Regions from separate parts of the Bombyx mori genome. Here region 1 is linked to region 2. Evidence: chromatin contacts called from public Hi-C data. All regions are on one chromosome and are shown on one strand. The core of a region is the stretch at or near the end of the contact, and the rest is flanking DNA. Distances in the headings are between cores, read along the strand shown. Region 1 holds the start of LOC101739334 (cytohesin-1). Region 2 overlaps LOC101739334 (cytohesin-1).

Region 1 (4,994 bases), core at 1,432-3,931, 50 kb before region 2:
GTAACGTATAGTATTAGTACAGAATGTGGTACAGTTCGATTGAAAAACAATACAATTTAAGATTTACATATATCTTTGTCAATATATATATCTATTTATCATTAAAATGATCAATTTCTTTTGTAGTTGTATATTATGTTTGGTGAAATAAATAAAAATCTAAATCTAAAAATCTAAATTCCTTGCTGTTGTACAATTAGGTAAATTATATTTGTTTAATAAAAGATGCATACTTAGCCTCCTTTGCCTTATGTATTGCAGCGATCTCAGTAAGCTCCCTATCATAAATGTAGTCTTGGCATTGAGCACAGAAGACATTTCCATAGCTAAGGTCAACATACAGGAAGTGTTTCTTAGATTTGGAGTGTTCTTGAATATGACCAGCATAGCATGCAAAGTAGATACAGTGGAGACATGAATGCATACGAGGTCCAGGCTGGCCACAAGCAAAGCAGAGACAGGATGTTGCCTGAAACATCAATCATTCAATGTTGTGTGCAATTGTTACTAACAATTAGTTTAATTTAAATGGCATTGTTACTTAAATTGTTATTAGTACAAGAATTGTAATTATAGAAACTTCTGAAAAAGCAAATCGTTTTTTAATCTTTTTATTTTTTTTTACTACCTAAGCTGATGGTCTAGTCTCTAGAGAGACCATGTCAGCGTCGCCGGGCTAATCACGAGTCGTGTGTATTTTATAGTATTTATATGAAAGCTACGCTAAGCTATCACGAATAAAGACCACGCGTTTTATAAATTCCTCCCCTTATGTGTAAATTTCTAATAACAGAACACAATTCTGTGCTGTTTAGTTAAATTTACCATTGAAACACATAAATGGATGACAAAGAAATCATATTTGTAGTTAATATCAATGTTGCTGAAGTAAAATCAATAATGTGCAACGCTCAAGATTGAACGGCGCATCGTAATTGCGACTAAACGCAAACAGCTGTTTCGAGGTCAAAGATCACTAATCAGCTGATTACAGATTTTAGCACAAAAATATCTCACATAATTTCATACTAGTTTAATAAAACAATCCTTATTTTTCTCATTTTTCTTTACTTTTCATAAACAAATCAAACAGTTTTATTGGAACAATTTGCAGCGCAGAAACATTTTTGTACAGGTCTTTCGCATTTTTTTAAATATAGCTTTTCTTTTAAAAGAAGTATCTTACCTTGTATCTCCGTGCTTCATACGACGTACAGGAAACAAAAAATGCATGTACGATTTTATATGGGTTAGTGCCTTTAGCAGCCTTAAAATTATTTAGGTGTATGCAACCATTGTCATTCATTATTTTGGCTTGTAAATTCACCGGTTACAAAGATATCTCGCTGACAGAAATTAGAATGAAAGCATAATAAGATAATGACGGTCGGTAACCAAAATAAAAATAACAAAACACTAATACTGAAAACAAGCAATTAAATGAAAATTTAAAATTCTGAACCAAGAAATCGAATCTGACTGCTGATCGGTATATCAGGAGGTATATTATCTATGCTGCTGAAGCTGACTTGAATGAAATTATTTGACTCTAAGCTGTGAACGGGGCGCGGGGTGTGTGTGTGTTTTCTTTTAAGGGATTTTATGACCTGGTAACTAAGACCTTTAAGTCATGTCTTATTTTAATTTATATTCTTATTTTTTTGAAAAATGATATTATGGAGTGAAATGAAATGAAGATGATTAATTTGAGACATTAATCAGCTGGGATGAAATAAAATGAAATGAGATGATATGAGATGAAACATAATCTCAGTACTCTCAGTAAAATGGTGGTCATTTACTGAGATTTTTTCAGGGGGCTTTTTGGAGGATCCCGAGAAGCTACGTCCAGCGGCTTTATTTAATTTTCCCACATTTGTGCACTTTCACAGATATTAAACAGTTAATAAACCACAATTATTACACATTTAAACCTGAAGAAACACTAAATAAACAAAATAAAACAAATCACACAACTTCACTCCTCGCGTTCCCACCAAAAAGTCCGCGGGGTGTCGGTAAGGTGCTGCGTAGATTATAACGATTCAACGCACCGGACTATACATACATAGAGAAATTATTTTTTTTTAAGAGATTTTATGACCTGGTAACTGAGACCTTTAAGTCATGTCTTATTTTATTCTATATTCTTAATTTTATGAAAAATGATATTATGGAGTGAAATGAAATGAAAATGATTAATTTGTGACATTAATCAACTAGGATGAAATTAAATGAGATGATATGAGATGAAATCTAATCTCAGTAAAATGGTGGTCATTTACTAAGATTTTTCAGTGGACTTTTTGGAGGATCCCGAGAAGTTACGTCCAGCGGCTTTGTTTCATTTTCCCACATTTGTGCACCTTCACAGATATTAAACGGTTAATAAACCACCATTATTACACATTTAAACCCGAAGAAACACTAAATAGACAAAATAAAACAAATCACACAACTTCACTCCTCGCGTTCCCGCCAAAAAGTCCATAGAGAAATTACATTTGTTCTAACCATAGATTATACACTTAATATATTCGAGTTCTAACCATGGAGTTCTATCCTCTATAAGTTTCTGGCTGGATCTTCTCAGTGGGTCACGATTCCAATCCTTTGGTAGATTCTGCGAAGCACTACTCTTGCTAGGGCTCTTGTTAGCAAATTCTCTCAGGTTGAGCCCGTGAGCTCCAACCATTCGGGCGTAGCTGGAATAGCCTCTTAGGTAGGGAAAAAAAATCCATGGCTCTAACATGCAATAGGGAGTTCAACTCAGCTCAAAAAAAGAAATCTGTACATCACATGCAAAAGATTGACAGATTTTCTTTATTGCGTAGATGAATTTATGAGTGTTAATAACGCGGATTTCTCATCTTGCGATTTGGGGTCAATATTTTAATTGTATTAAACAACGCCTGTAAACCCTTCAGACCCGAACGCATAGCTCCTTTGATTTAAGCTGGGTGGATGGTCATAATATAACACTAATAAATACAAATGTTTTATACTTAGATAACGCTGCTTGTTTAATGTAAATGGTGAATCACATAGCAGCTTTTTACGAGATAAAAGGAATAATAAAGGAACCCAAAGACAGCTTAACTGGCCAAATTATCATATTTTAAGCATGAACAGGGTGGCCATTGCTATAAAAGTGAAACTAAAATATTCTAGTTCGCTTGTGGAAGCGAGACTAACTTTTCGATAGAGTAGACATTTCTTTGGGTACTTAAGTGCTGTTTCAAGCATAAGTGTATAATCTATATTTCAAGCTATTTGTTGAAATGTTGTAAATAAATATGGCCGCGAGTCATTCAATAATGATGTAAACTTTTGTTTACTGTTTTTAAATTATTTTGAGAAATGATAAGTGATTTTGAAAATCTATCCCTTAGTGGAAGCAATGGTCCCAATAATCATACTGATCCATTTACTCATACGGGTGAGTGTCATGGTAATTTAATTTGTGGACGTGAAGATGTTTTGCTACTATAATGACCTCAATGGCCACTATTATGTGCCATGGATTAATATGGTCATCATACCGTTATTTTCAGAGCTGACAGCTGAACAGCAGAAGACTTTGATTGATATACGACGTAGGAAAACAGAGTTACTGCTAGAAATACAGGTCGGTACAATTTGCTAATCTAATCAATCATGTTCTTGAGTTAGCTTCACCTGTTATCTCGCAATTACCTTACGTTAACGCGGTAAACAGTTCTGTCCTTGTACACGTATAAAACTTGCTTCATACCGGTTTTCTATTGTACGTAATATTCTTATACCAAGTCTAGTTAATGCTACTAGGTGGAAATATTAGTATTTATGGAATTCAATCAAATGAGATACTTGTTTAATATAACATGGTTCTACATTACTTCTTTGTAATGTCTTATTGTAAAGAAATATTAGAAATATAGATATAGTTCACAGGATAAATTGAAAAAAGTAAATGAATTATCTATAAATACAAAAATTAAAGAAAAATCATCTTAAGTAAATAATGATAATATTGAGATCTCATATCAACAATTCATCAAATAAAACTAAGTACATAGCCACTGTCTCAAACTTGCAAACAAATGACAAGTATGCAAAATTCCATAATCTTTAATTTAATGTTATGAACGTTTTGTATGTGTTACAAACATTTTATATTTATCATTTATTTTCTTTATCAAATGAAGAAACAGACAAGTAGATATTATTTAAAAAAAATATGCAAAATTTAGGTTAGAAGATCTTTAATGAGGAGTAATAAGACACCCCTAAGACAGAAAATGATAAATATCATAAAAAAGTATACATATATCATTGCTTTACATCGGTATTTTCCAACATGGGGCCCACGTCCCCCAAGGATCAAATTGGTAATTAAGGGGGCAAATCACACTAAGTCAATATAGAAAATCTGTATTAAAATTATTTTGAATTAGAATTTCAGTTTTTTGTTGTATTTTTTTAAATATTATTTATTGTGTTCTGATAACAATTTCATAGTGATTTCTTCCTAAAACCTATGATTTATGTTTCTTAAGTGAACAAATCAATTTTTTTATGTTAAAAATTATATATGGGAGGCATAAAAATTTAAGAAATGTTACAGTGTGGCCTGGTACAAAAGAGGTTGGAAAACACTGCTCCAGATAGTATGAAGCATTTAGTAGTTCCCAGTTGAAATGAGAGATCCAAGTGTCATTATCATTACTTTTCTCATCCATTTAAAATATGTGTGATTTTTCATGAAAACAATTTTTTCAATTTTAAAGTCATAGAATATTATTGGGTAAAACTTTATTATTATTACTGGCTTGATATAATTACACCAAGTTATCTACAAATTAAGATCTCCAAGTTGTAGATACAAGTGGATGAAGTTAGAGGCCTTCAATAGAAATGCTTTTCTAGATTTTTTCACTCCTACTAGAGTTGTTCAGGCTAGAGACGTTTATGATTAAAAGAGACAAGAACAGCTGAGTCACTTAAATTAATAG
Region 2 (5,030 bases), core at 2,296-4,795:
TGAGGGTTTTGTTTCCTCATCGTCAACGTTGTTCTTGGAAACGTGCGACTTACCTCTACGTGTTTACTTTTAAAAGATTAAAACATTAGTATTCGAACCCCGGTATAATGGAATCACTCGATATGTGTGAGTGCACTGGACAGCTTGCCCGTTAGCTATGAAAATTTATAGGGTATGTGCTCAGCAACGAACGTCTCGAGCTACTAATAATAAATAAATAATAATATAAATATTTACTAACAGTCACGCCACGTTAACTGGTCCCGTGATAAGTTCGTATAGAACTTGTGTTACAGGTACCAGATAACGGAAATAAATATAAGATTTTTATTATACACATACACATATTTAATGTACATCCATAACCCTGGAAAAGACATTTATATTTATCACACAAATATCTTCCCTTGGCGGGATTCGAACCCGCGACCCCCTTGTGTAGTGACCATGTCATTTACCACTACACCAGACGGCCGTTGAATGATTGCTAATGATTCTAATGAATACGTTAGTATAATAACACAAAGGTAATTAAAAACTAAGTAAATTAACTCGAGCTCTCATCATTACGGTTCTTGTTTTAAAGTTTTAAAATACCAAAGACATGATATTTTTACAGGAAGCACTCGACTTCCCGTGTTTACCTTTAATTAAATTGGAACGGTGTTTCTTAATTAGAGTCCCGGGAGAATTAAAAACTTGTACCAAAGATAACCGAATATCATGATTAGATTTCTAAAGAATACCGCCGAAAGAACAACAATAAAAATGTATTGTCATCATTATTTGAAACGTTTTTGTGAAGTCTTAATTAATTTATGAAGGCCACAATTTATGTTGGAGTTTAGAAATTACTTAGAAAATTTCGCATCAAGAACCGTTCGAAAATAGATTTGTGTTAGAAAATACAAACATTCACAACATAATATATCACTGGTGGTAGGACGTCTTGTGAGTCCGCACGGGTAGGTACCACCACCCCGCCTATTTCTGCCGTGAAGCAGTAATGCGTTTCGGTTTGAAGGGTGGGGTAGCCGTTGTAACTATACTGAGACCTTAGAACTTATATCTCAAGGTGGGTGGCACATTTACATTATAGATGTCTATGGGCTCCAGTAACCACTTAACACCAGGTGGGCTGCGAGCTCGTCCACCCATCTAAGCAATAAAAAAATATATATATGTAAGTGCGGGTCTAAATGAAATCACTCTTTTCTTGGGTTTCACTATACTTTTTATTTTATTCTTAGAGAGCACTTTGAACACGTCTTACTCCTAATGGCGGCGTCGTGCGAGAGAGCGAGCTAGAGCTACATCCGTCCCTTTCACACAGCATGCGTTCAGAATCTTTCACTCGTTCAGAAATGTTTTACAATAATTAGAAATATTAGTAATAATTAAATAATTAAATCCTACATATATATATATATATATATATCGACCTTCGCAAGGCACTGTTAAAAAACGTCCGAGAAATGTTAGGGGAGCGAGAGGCGCACTTATGCTTTCAGACGGATTCTAAGTCACAGATTCTTTAACGACGCCGTACTTATCTTATACCTTTAAACGAGCAATTCTTGTATATTAATATATATCTATATAATCTGAATCTCGGAAACGGCTCCAACGATTTTCATAAAATTTAGTAAACAGGGGATTTTGGGGGCGATAAATCGATCTAGCTACGATTTATTTTCAGAAAATGTTGTTTTATTCGTGTTTTCAATAATCAACTCTTAATAATACTATTTTTCTTAATTGACGACAACTAACCGCTTTAAAGACACAATAAGATGGCGTTACCAAAACCGAGCAAAGCTCGGTTATCGCCTAGTTAGTAATAATGACATGAGCTTCTCATACAATTCATAGCTACGGAAATAAATTTTATTAGAGTAATTATAACCTCGATTTAACTTGAATTATCTCTTATATCACAACAATCAGTTTGAAGATACTATAGATTTCATTTCAATTTTCAACTGATTAAGTTCGCCTCGATTCTACCGGCAGTAAATTTGGTATTAATAATTTTATTGTGAATGTTATTATACTGGAAACGTTCGGGCCGTTCACCTTACGGTTGTCACTAAAAAATATATTTAAATCCGTACATTTTCCTTACGTTTGTTAATAGATAATAAATAAATAAAATGAAACAAAAATTGAAAAAATTGAAATTCATCTAATAAATGAAAAATAATATAATTGTTTAAAAAAACTAATAAAATACGCTTTTATAGAAAAGCCAACTAAAAATTAGAAAATAAATTCTAATAAATTTGAATTAAAAATAGTGTAAGAAAAAATGATTTTATTGTAAAGAAGCGTGGGGTGCTTTACAGGATATCAAAATAACCCTTCTACTCATATCTGTTCATAAAATATTTATAACTACTGATACCATGTACCCCACGCTTTTTTTACACTAAAATCAGTTTTCCTTACACTATTATTTAAATTAATTCAATTATTAAAATTTAGTTTCTATATTTTATTTGGCTTTTCTATAAAAGCGTATTTTGTTAGTTTTTTTAAACTATTATGTTTTTATAAAACTATTTAACGTTCAGATGAAATTTGAAATGAAATTGCAAACTGAAATACAAATTTCACCTATACTTACCCTTGTCCGGTATAAAAAGGAGGTTTCTGAACGGCGGAGGAGCGTCCTCCACTAACTCTACTACTAACGATCTTGTTATAGACTTTGACGTCACAAATGTCTAGGCTTCGTTGCTTCACTCAACTACTTTGAGTATCCGCCATGTTTCAACGATTCTGAATTCAAATCCTATGCAAACGATTCGAATTGATGTCATAAAATCGATTGCGTAATGCATCTCTCGATATTGCAATGTAATCTATCAATTTGTTTCGCCAATCATTACACGGTTGGGGACACTCAAGATCGTTGTGATCATTAGGTTATTGATCTTCGATCCCCTTTTTGTGGAAATAACGTTTAGAAAACGTGATTTGAAACGTGACGTCATTTATAAATTATGAAGTTCATTTACATAATTTCTGTTTAAACCAAATAATTCCTAAAGTTTTTCCTTATTTAATATAATTTAAACATTAACAATGAGCGATGAGTGAACAAATCTTTTTTCTATTTGTTTCCAATTATTGTTATGATATACGTTAATTTATCACCCACTTATCATTGTTTATACGATAACAACCATTAGCCTTCTCTATCTTTCGTTTAGCTCAAACTAATTAACCAACATTTGTGATGGCAAAGTATTTTTCAAACCACGTCAAAGACTGTAATGTTACGGGGGCGTGTGACGTCACGCCTCTGCAGCTCAGTTGTGATTAATACAGAATATACCTCGTTACATGCGACAATATGACGTCACTACATTGGCTAGCGAACTAAGTTATGACTGATTGTCGTTCGATTTTTTTAAATTTTGTTTCGTTGAATTACCAACATAGGAATCTTAAAAATTTCATATCAAAATAGGGTAGTGCACAATATTAGTAATAGCGTGTATTTTATTCAAGAGCGTAACTGCTAAGATGCCTTTTAAATGAGTCTAGACGTCTATGTACAAGGGGTATTCGTGCAATAATACATTGTTTGAATGTCTAGCATTCCTATGCTCATGCAATTGCATAGCAAATGAGTATAATATGCAGGTCTGCAGTTTGCTTTCCGAGTGTTTTGCATATCGGCGTCGAGTGCCACTCGCCTAAGCTTTCAGACTGAGCCTTCGAACACCAGATAATAATGAAATGTACCGCGATTAAAATATCTGATTAATGATTTGAAAACAAATTCACGTAATGTTTTTTTAGGATTCGAATTCTTATAAATTACATTATGCTGACATGGATATGTAGTATATGCTATTTCAAATAATCAATTATCGTACGCATGATCGAGTAGCCAACATGATTTATATTCGTGTTTCCTGCACGGTTGAATTAATTTTTTTGCCCACGAATTCAATTGCATATCTAAACTTTGTATCAATAATAGTACCTATTCGTGCATCTGTCGCAGTATTTTAGACATGGTAGGAATCAAAGATAAAACACTAAAAAGTTATCCTAAAAATTAACAAGCATAAAAATATAAACGCCGGCAATGCAAGCATACTACTACTTTCATTGGCAGTATAATGCGTTTTCCTGCTTTGAAATTATTTGTTTGAGATATTAGAGTTTTCGCTACATTTTGTGTATTGTATGCGCGGCCTTTTGCGGCTTCTCTTCATTTTCAATAACGCAAACTTTGAGAACATTTGAAAGAATTGTAAAGAATGTGAAAAAGTTTTCATGCTAAGAAGCTTCAATGTTAAAAATACAAAGAGTATTGTGAATTCAATTTCATCGAGTGGCATTTTTTAATATTGTTATGGTAGTATTGTTCAATTCATTTACGCTTCATTAAAATATCGTGTAATAATACGAATAAAAGGCTTCGTTAAATATGCTTTCACTATTCAAAGCAGACCATACTCATTATTTTAACTTTTCTTTCCCAAATCCCACGCCTATACTGTGAATACCACTTAAACAGGTGTATTATTGTTTGAATTGTATAATTCTCCTGTGACTTTTCTCTTGTGATTTCATTTCGCGTAACGTTAATAACAACGGGACGTTAGTCATTGTTGTTTTCCAATAAACTTCGGTATGTGTGAGTGAAGAGGATCTAGCATTGATCTATACTAATATTATAAAGCTGAAGAGTTTGTTTGTTTGAACGCGCTAATCTCAGGAACTACTAGTCCCATTCTTTCAGTGTTAGATAGCCCATTTATCGAGGAAGGCTATAGGCTATAATATAACATCACGCTAAGACCAATACAAGCGGAGCATCAATAAAGAATGTTTCAAAATCGGGTTTTTTTCCCTTTTGAGAGCTTCCGCTGCATACGCTGCAGAAGCGGTTAAAGTTTCGCTAAAAGAATGTATGACAGAATTGTTCCCCTTTAAAAGACCTAAAAAAAAGTCCGCGACACCATATGTTTATATGTTAAAGTTGGCTCACTATAACCTTTTTTATGCTA

Evidence for each region. A called contact is a pair of places that touch in the nucleus more often than the background predicts.
Region 1: a contact with region 2 is called in a Hi-C map of midgut, with 2.3 times the contacts expected there. The contact joins the promoter of LOC101739334 here to the enhancer-like site in region 2. A contact is called at or near these places in 5 of 7 Hi-C or Micro-C datasets (middle silk gland, midgut, posterior silk gland and 2 more).

What each region holds. Positions count from the first base shown.
Region 1 is chr17:10,249,093-10,254,086 of ASM3026992v2, reverse strand. It overlaps LOC101739334 (cytohesin-1), which reads left to right and starts at 2,681. Exons shown (of 9, transcript XM_004932427.5): 1 at 2,681-3,439; 2 at 3,555-3,628. The coding sequence starts at 3,361. It overlaps LOC101739561 (ubiquitin carboxyl-terminal hydrolase nonstop), which reads right to left and starts at 2,489. Exons shown (of 7, transcript XM_004932428.5): 1 at 1,187-2,489; 2 at 234-469. The coding sequence starts at 1,306.
Region 2 is chr17:10,199,451-10,204,480 of ASM3026992v2, reverse strand. The region is part of intron 3 of LOC101739334 (cytohesin-1); the gene reads left to right. Among protein-coding and RNA genes, the nearest start is that of LOC101739334, 49 kb to the left of the region's middle. Within about 2 kb of position 3,545, at least 7 of the 8 cell types and tissues checked have open chromatin away from gene starts, as enhancers often do.